Regions from separate parts of the Mus musculus genome. Here region 1 is linked to region 2. A link is a contact called in public HiChIP or PLAC-seq data. All regions are on one chromosome and are shown on one strand. The core of a region is the stretch at or near the end of the contact, and the rest is flanking DNA. Distances in the headings are between cores, read along the strand shown.

The links. HiChIP or PLAC-seq counts read pairs in DNA pulled down with a chosen protein or histone mark.
Region 1: a contact with region 2 is called in an HNF4G HiChIP or PLAC-seq map of pancreatic cancer cells. The contact joins the promoter of Acsf3 here to the enhancer-like site in region 2. A contact is called at or near these places in 13 of 39 promoter capture datasets (the 3T3-L1 cell line, cranial neural crest, embryonic stem cells and 9 more), 5 of 115 datasets of contacts at active chromatin or transcription factors (bone marrow-derived macrophages, cardiomyocytes, effector CD8 T cells and 2 more) and 4 of 9 other capture datasets (adipose tissue, embryonic stem cells, macrophages and 1 more).

The regions. Positions count from the first base shown.
Region 1 is chr8:122,774,119-122,778,204 of GRCm38.p6, reverse strand. Acsf3 (acyl-CoA synthetase family member 3) reads right to left here and starts at 2,719. Exons shown (of 10, transcript NM_144932.4): 1 at 2,615-2,719. Gm39271 (a long non-coding RNA gene) reads left to right here and starts at 2,757. Exons shown (of 3, transcript XR_879309.2): 1 at 2,757-2,921; 2 at 3,872-4,086.
Region 2 is chr8:122,582,951-122,587,518 of GRCm38.p6, reverse strand. Galns (galactosamine (N-acetyl)-6-sulfate sulfatase) reads left to right here. Exons shown (of 14, transcript NM_016722.4): 12 at 2,486-2,607. It also overlaps the pseudogene Gm34962. Among named protein-coding and RNA genes, the nearest start is that of Aprt, 8.3 kb to the right of the region's middle. Within about 2 kb of position 1,743, at least 95 of the 459 cell types and tissues checked have an H3K27ac peak or open chromatin away from gene starts, as enhancers often do. A contact at or near this core is called in bone marrow-derived macrophages, macrophages and pancreatic cancer cells, where this site is marked.

The DNA of each region.
Region 1 (4,086 bases), core at 1,470-3,969, 190 kb before region 2:
CTTGTGGCTGCTTGCAGGCTCTAAGCACATGGGGTCTGCATGAGGCAGTGAGGGCCCCACAGCTGCTCTCAGCTCTGCTCCACAGGGGCTCAGAGGTCCCAGGCTGTTCACACTCTGGATTTCTACTTCTATAAAGACACCAAAAAAAAAAAAATGCAGGCGACAGCAGGGCTAGGCAAGAGAAGCCAAGAACTTGACAGCCATGTGGGCTTCCAGAAGTCAGCAAGCACGGAGTAAATCGGGGTGCTTTAATTCTCACGCCAACAACTTCTCTATTTGTTTCACAGTCAGAGATGCCAAAAGCAAGAGAAAGACGCGCTGGGTGGTATTTCTGAGTTACAGACTTGGGACCAGATTCCTGTGGGTTAGAGTGTGAGATGTCCCAGGATGCTCTGGGGGAAGAGTGGATCAACAGGAAGGATATAACATCTGTCATTCATCTATTTTCTCTGCACAAGGGAACAGAAAATAGAGAAACTCACACAGAAAGACCTGCTGTGTGAGAGACACCAGAAGCATCTAACATGATGCTACACTACAGCCTCCAAATGGCACAACTCTCCTTCTGAAGCACCCAGAGAGCCCAGCACTCAGGAGGTACTGCCTGTTGCCTAGCACCCAGATGTGGAAACTCATCAGCATCAGGAAGCTGCACAAAGGAACCCCGGAGACCAGGTTACTGATGAAGAATTGCCTGGAGAGATGATGGCACACAGGAACAAGGGCATGGGAGAGCCCTCCTGATACAGGCCTCTAGTCCTAGGGAGGGCAAGAGCTTGGATCATGAGAAAGAAGCCCTCTTAGCAGTAGCACAAATACGTGCAAACCTTCCCCCCTTGTTGCATTAACACTACGACCTTAGGGACACAAAAGTTGTGCATACAGTACGCTCACACAAGTGATCATGGCATTAACTGACACTAGCCAATGGTCCTTTGAAAAGCATAAGTAGATCAGAGACACTCAAACACACTTGTGTAATAGAGCGCTGGCCTCCACCAATCTATCTGGCACCCTCCTTTGGACACCTCCGTACCCCATGAGGTGGTAGGGCTGAGTCAACCTGGCTAACCAGGCATAAGCAACACAGTAGGGTGGTCACAAGATTTGGAGCAGGCAGAGTTGATGCAGCTCCAGGACCTCTGGGGTAGAGTCCTGAGCCCTGAACGTTGGTAGCCATGGACAGACACTGGGCATCAGGAGGTATCAAGCCAGGCTCCTTGTGGAATAGACTCAGTTACAGTTACCCATGGGGCCCTCATTCTGTGAGGAGACACCCACACCAGCAAGAACAGTGGCCCCCATGAGGAGGACACACTGACCCTGGGGTGACAGGTCAGAGAGGGTGGTAGAGGAAAGAGCAAACTGATTCCTGTGTGGACAGCTGTACTCATGCTGGGGTGGCACTGCTGTGCCATCGTCAGTTCTTATAAGTTCTACCATGTCCCCTCTGAGGCACTGTCTTACTCTCTCATATATGGAAATGGGACCAGTGCAGGCCTCCAAAGCCACTTTGGTCTTTGTACTGGCTGGATTTGTGTCAATTTAACACAAGCCTGATTTATCACAGAAAAAGGAGCCTCCCTTAAGGAAGTGCCTCCATGAGATCCAGCTGCAAGGCCTTTTCTCAATTAGTGATCAAGGGTTGGAGGACCCATTGTGGGTGGTGCCATTCCTGGGCTGGTACTCTTGGGTTCTATAAGAAAGCAGGCTGAGCAAGCCAGGGGAAGCAAGCCAGTAAGGAATGTCCCTCCATGGCCTCTGCGTCAGCTCCTGCTTTCTGACCTGTTTGAGTTCCAGTCCTGACTTCCTTTGGTGATGAACAGCAACATGGAAGTGTAAGCTGAATAAACCCTTTCTTCCCCAACTTGCTTCTAGGTCATAATGTTTGTGCAGGAATAGAAACCCCAACTAAGAAAGTCTTCAAGCATGAGCCTGGCCCAATCATTAAACATCTGTCAGCATTGAGCTAACTCCCAGCTCGTCCAACCAGAGCCAGTTCTTTAGGGCAAAACACTGTCTATTCAGGGCATCTGGCTGTGCATGGTTCCCTGACCCACTTCATGTCCAGGGATGTCATCAGAAAGGTATGTCTACATCCGTCTGGAGACAAGGGCAGCAGGGACACCGGTTTTACAATAATCACGTTGGCCTTGAAAACGCTTAGCGCATTTCCGATTTCAGGACTCCCTCTCGGGACAGCCTATGGCTTAGATGTGCTCCTACAGCAGTATCTGGAGGCTCTCACGGGTCTTAGTGGTCAGCCACAGGCAAGTTCCCTCCCTTCCAGGATGAGAATCAACACACTTCTCTTTTAGAGAAATTCCCGGACCCGCTTCCAAATCCAGAAGCCCTTCCTCGCATGCACGCTGGTCCCGTCCCTGACGCCCTAGTCGGCTCTCGGGACCCATCCGAGCCAGGACCCTGGCGACCTGCATCCCACACGGTGCTCGGCGCAAACAAATCGGGGAGGGGTTTCGTGTGACGTCATCCCGGGTCCTTACAGAAGTGTCCCTCACGCTGTGACAGACACCTGCCCGACAGGTCCCACGGCCCCCGGGTCAGCTCCAGCTCACCTCGACACCCCCTTTCTTGTAGTCTGCTGCGCGCTCACCTGGGGTCAGGCGGGGTTGGGGTGGGGGTGTCAGGGGTGGGGCACGGGAGTGCGAGGTTGTCCAGGTAGGTGAAGCGGGCCGGAATGAGTCCTACACCTAAAAGTGTCCGCAGGCGAAAAGTGTCCGTCGATCTAATACGTCCCGGGATGCAGCGCCTGAGAAATGCGTTCCGGGAACGAACGTTCCTGCTCATTCGCATACTCCATCTGCTCGCAAGTCTTGAGAGGGACTGGCAGAGAGTGGCCTTTAGGTGCCTGACATCTGTTACCAGATCTCTGGATCCATTGTCCTGATGGAACAAGTACTGTGAGTTGTTTGCATTGGGTCCTATTTAACTGTTGTTATTGAGACAGGGTCTCATGTAGCCCAAGCCAGCAATGTAGCTAAGGGTAACCTACCTCTACCTTTTGAGAGATGACTAATTATAGGCTTGCTTCGCCACATTCGGCTTACGTAGTGCCAAGGATGAAACCTGGGGCTTCACACATGCTAGACAAGCACCGCAACGACTTGGAGCTGTATTCTCAGCTCTCAACGATCATTTTAATAGGCATGATGGCTCCCGTGGCCAAAGGGACCACACAGCTGTGGTCACCATCTTCGCCAAATCAGGATGTAAATGGACTCCCTTGGCCCCTGAAGAGGGGTTCCTCGGCTTGCAGCTGGGGGGGTCTATATGCTAAACACACCTCTGTGACACAGACCAGGAACTGTGGCAGGATGGAGGCAAGGTCTCATTCTGTAGCACAGGATGGCATTAAACTCCTGGTAATCCCACTGCCTCAGCCTCCTGAGTATAGGGATTACAGATCTATGCCTCCACAGCCAGTTTTAGGGTAGGATACTAAATGCTTTCTGTACAGTAAAGATAAACCTTGAAACACTAAGGTCTGTTTGTCAGTGGCAGCAAAGCTATAGACAAAACTCCTCTCCCTGCAGCAGCTGGGGAAGTCTCACAGACCTCCATGTAGGTAAAACACGGATTCTTGACTTAGGCTTTCAGGAAGATTCATTATGAAGCACATTTGGAGTTAGCAAGACGTAGCTTTAATATAGTTTTAAGCATTACCATTGAGACATACTGGTGAGGGAACTGATTTAGGCGAAGGATGGTAGACGCCCTAGTACTGATGTGGGCTTCTGAGGAGAGCACTGGGTGTCTTTACAATAGCCATACACAAAATTCAGGAGGCTTCTGAAGTTATACAGTTTCTAACAAACTTTTTGTTTCCTTTTCTTTTCCCTTTTTTGGCAAGTGAGATCAAAGAGAGGAAGAGGCAGAGAATCAACGTGAATCAAAATGTCTAACATTGGGATTTACACCACAGACCCTAGGACTTCTATGCTTAAATGTCTACACCCAAAGCATAGTCCTAAACATGGCCAGAATGGAGACAGATTCTGTGACCCCTGGGCCTTGGAAATCATCAAGAGTCTGGATTTGGGTTTGGAGTGCTCAGTTGTTAGCATA
Region 2 (4,568 bases), core at 494-2,993:
TGGAATTCCAGTGAGGTCACTAGGCCTAAGGCCTTTCCTCCCGCTCACCGCCAGGTCTAGCGGCAGTTCCTCGTGGACACTGATGTACCCAGGCCCTCCCTCGCCTGTCCTTTGCTGCCTTGAGATCTGACTAGCCTGGTAGCCTGGTCTCCACTGCCCACACCCGTACTCGGAATCCATCTCTGTGTGTCCATCTTGAGCACTTCCCCTCTTCCCTTTCTAGCCCTGCCCTCTGTAGCTGAGGGCCTAGGGTCCTGTGCGCTGTGAACTAGGCTGGCCACTGCCCTCACCACACACACGCCCACCATCAAGCCTGCTTCTGTCTCTAGGAGGGAGTCTGTTCTCCCATTCATTTTTAATTGGTGGCAGTGTTGTTGGAGGGCAAGCAACGTCTGAGCCAGAATGTTGTCCAGGGTTCCACACCACGTGGCCCGTGCTGAAGGGGGTCTCTGCAGCATCCACGGAGTGAGGAGGGCTGATACTGTTAAGAAGTTGGAAAACACCTGAGATCGCCTGAACTACTCAGTTGTTATTAGCCGAACTTTGTCCTGTAAACTGCCGCTGTCCTCAGTTCTCACGGTCTGACTCAGGGTTGAGGCCCAGGTAAAGGGTGGTTGTTACAGACAAAAGGCTACAATCTGCCTCTGCTAGTGTTCGTGAGCTTCTGGTGTGAGAGAACTCCCAGGTCTTGGGCCTTCACTCCTGGATTCCTGGGGTTGTCTTTTTTTTTTTTTTTTTTTTTTTTTTTTTTGGTTTTTCGAGACAGGGCTTCTCTGTGTAGCCCTGGCTTTCCTGGAACTCACTTTGTAGACCAGGCTGGCCTTGAACTCAGAAATCTGCCTGCCTCTGCCTCCCGAGTGCCACCACACCGGGCTCCTGGGGTTGTCTTAACAAGCCTCAGGTTCTAGCTTCAGACCTAAGATGGAGGTCTCAGCTGCTACACCTGAACTTTGATCTCCCAGGAGAGTGAGCCAACCCGAGTGTCCTGTCCCTTACCACCTCTCCAAAATCAGGAGATTTCTAGCAGTCTGCCTGTCCCCATCCCGCTGTGCATCCAGAGCCAGGCCAGAGGCCTGCTCTGCGGGGAGGATGAAGTGTTACAGCAGGCTGACTTCCCGGAGGTGCCCTGAGGGCGAGCAAGGCACTCACACAACTGCAGCTGTAAGAGAAACCCTAGACCAATTAGCGGGATCTTAATTAAATAGCTTATTTGATTTGCATCCAAATTATAATTTATGAGTTCCATCTAGACCTCTCCATTAACTGTTTGGTATTTTCATGCTAATGGTTGTGGTTTCCTGCTGTGTGCTGCACAGTTTGTCCCCTGGCAGGACGCTCCAGGAGGCCTAGATTCGGGACCCACTTTGACTGTAATATAGCCCACCCTTCCAGTCCCCAACTTGTATCTCTGCAGCTCCTCACAAATGGAACTTCATAGGCTATGGCCTCCCTGCTTTATAGACTGTAAACTGCTGCACCAACCAGCTGTCCATCCCAGAAGTGTTACACAAGGTGCTGCAGACATTTCCTTAGTGAACGGCGCTGCGTGTCAAATGTATACAGACCCTACAGGAAGGTCTCCCACTGCTGAGTTGGCTGACACTAGGGCAACTGAGTCACAGCTCCTGTCTGAGACTGTTGGAGGCGTGGTTAGGGGCATTCTCCATTCCTACATCAGTCCACCCCAAGGAGTACGCAGCGAAATCTCATAGGGGAGGTCCAGGGCAAAGGGCAAGCTTGTACACACAAACGGCTGTAATGGAATCAGACTGCACCCAGGAAAGGTAGCCGCAGCAGCCAAACTATCTGAGAGGAAGCTGCAGGGACTGACTCCGTACAGCCTGAGTATGTGTTCCGCCTTCCCTCTGTACCTCTGAAGGCAGTGGTCATGATTCCACAGCCTGTGCCCTTCCCTCGAGCCTGGTCACGGCTGTTTTGTCCCTTACTTCAGCTCACGTGTTCAGCTCTGGGTCTGCGTTCTCTCAGCTTTCAAGCCAAAGGTCCCTCTTCCTGTGTCTGGTCTAGTGACTCACCCTGACTCGTCATCTTCTGAGAGGCCACTGTTCTCCTGGCCGCACACTGAAAAGGCTTTATGGCGCTCTGAGGAGCACTCCTCAAAATCAAAGCGTTAGCCGGTCCAGACGGCTTCATCTGTTTTGAGGCAGGGTCTCCTGTAGCCCAGGCTGACTTCAAACTCAAGATATTCCTACTTCTATCTCCTGAGTGCTGAGATTACAGCCTAGCTGCCCAGACTATTATGGAAAAAACTTGGGGAGCCGCCCAGAGACAGATGCTAAGCAGTTCCTCCTGAAGCTTTCCCCCATCCAGGAGGTGACCAGATCCAACCGCTCTCACGTTCACTCCCCAGGGAACACCGCAGTACCAGGCGCGAGGGATGTGTGAGCAGCTGGACTAGTAGGGCATCTCTGCTGCATGGGCTTCTGGGTCCTGGATGCCCACTTGTTCTCTGTGCCTCTCATTGCAGGGCACTGACTTCTGCCCCGGGCAGAACGTCTCAGGAGTTACAACCCACACCCAGGAAGAACACACGGAGCTACCCCTGATCTTCCACCTGGGACGGGACCCAGGGGAGAGATTCCCACTCAGGTGAGGCAGGGGCAGGGTCTCCATGCCGCAGAGGAGACACTGGCCAGACAGGCCAAAGGTGAGAACCACGTCTGGGTGCTCTGCCTTCCGTGGAGTTACCCCTCTGGTCTCACAGGAAATGGATGCCTTTGTGTGGAGATGAAGAACACAGACATGGGACCCTGGGCGCCCAACCAAGGAGGATGTAGAGCCTACTAACTCCCAGAGACCTCTATCTTCACCTCAGGCCATGGCTGCCATGCTCTCTGGGAGCTCCCCTCCTGCTTTCTCTTCCTGGTTGCCTCTCATCCCTCCCCATTCTGGGTTGAGTTCATTGACAACCCCAGCAATGGATCCTATACTCTAAGCTACCTTCAGGGATGGCCAAGGGCAGGGGTAAGCAAGTCAGCCATAGGAGACATCCATCCACACCAACTAGCCCTGGGACTGACAGGAGGGAAAGGCTGAGGGCGAGGAGATCCAAGGACTCCATCCCAGATTCTGGAGTACAGTGCTTCAGACCATGGACCCTGGAGCTGAGGGTACCTAGTGGCCTCCACTGGGCAGGAGTCTTTGAGCTCAAAAGTCACTATACCTGGCTAACCTCAACGACAAACAATGGTGGGTTAAACGGTCACTGCAGGGTTCTATCCCTGAAGGGTTCAAGAGCACCCCTCCTAGCTTTCCCTATTCGCAGTGATACTCAAAAGTCACCGCAATCTGTGACTGGCGTCACATCTATCAAAGTGTCCCCATCTCCTAACTGTCCTCAGCTGTCCCCATCTCCTAACTGTCCTCAGCTGACTCGAGCCCAATACACTCTGGCTCTCCCCGGGAGGCTAACACGGCTCCCCTGGAAGGATAGTAGGTGCCTTGGGTCCTGGAATACAAGTCCTGTGTCCATGCTACAGCATTTCTGCCAGGTTGGAAATCACAGCCTTCTGCTCAGTGACAGGCCATAACTTGCTAATGGGAGATAGAGAGGGCTTTGGGACAATAGAAAGGTCCCCGAGGCTGCTCCTACATCCTGCATGAGTACCCGTGGGTCTCCAGCACCTCGGAAGATACGCTTCTGGAAATATGGTCTTACAGATGCCATTAAGATCAAGATGACCGTGAGGGCATCCTGGATAGGAGTGGGGCATTACTCTGAGAGGAGAAAGGACACAGACGCCAAGGGGGAAAGGATGCTTAAGGAAGAGGCAGAGATAAACCAAGAAGCTGGACCAGGCAGGAAGGTGCCTCTCAGGTCCTCTAGAGGAAGTGTGGCCCTGCAGTAACCTAACTCTAAGCTTCTGGCCACCAAACGGTAGCTGAGGAGAGCTTCCTTTCCCTCCCCTAGGCAGAGACTGGTATTTCCTCAAGGCTAACTAGGACATAAATGTTGTCACAAACCAAAGGAGCTCTGGTGGCGTGGGGTGACGGGCTGCAGGGTTGATGGGCAGGGCTATTCTTTGAGATCTGTGCCTATGTGATTGCCACCACTGGCCTCAGGCCTCAGGGTCATCCCATAGATCATGGTGCCTCTCCGTGAAGCCATCTCGTTCGCCCACATTCAGCTTGTGCTCAGCAGTCTGAGTCTTTGGGGACTTGCTCATCCCATATGCCTCTGCCCCAGGCCTGTTTACTGCCTAGAGGTAGCCAGACACATGAAGGCTGTGAGTTCCACTTCCTGTAGCAGCTATCCAGGCCCTGCCCTAAAGCCACTCCCTAGCCCAAGAGCATGCCTCTCCCACGACCAGGCATAAGGAAAGACGACAGGGGTGAATTTATGGAGAGAACGTCCCCGTGAAGACACTCTCTATATAACGCCACCTGTCTCTTGCTTCCCTACAAGGACCCTCTCAAATGTCAAGTGACAGTCACAGACTGGTAGCTGTGGGACATAGTCCTCAGCACTAGCTGGCCGTAAGACAACAGATTCATTTGGCCACAGGGATTTGAACCTGCAGGGATTGGATTTTGGAATGTTGAAGTTAACA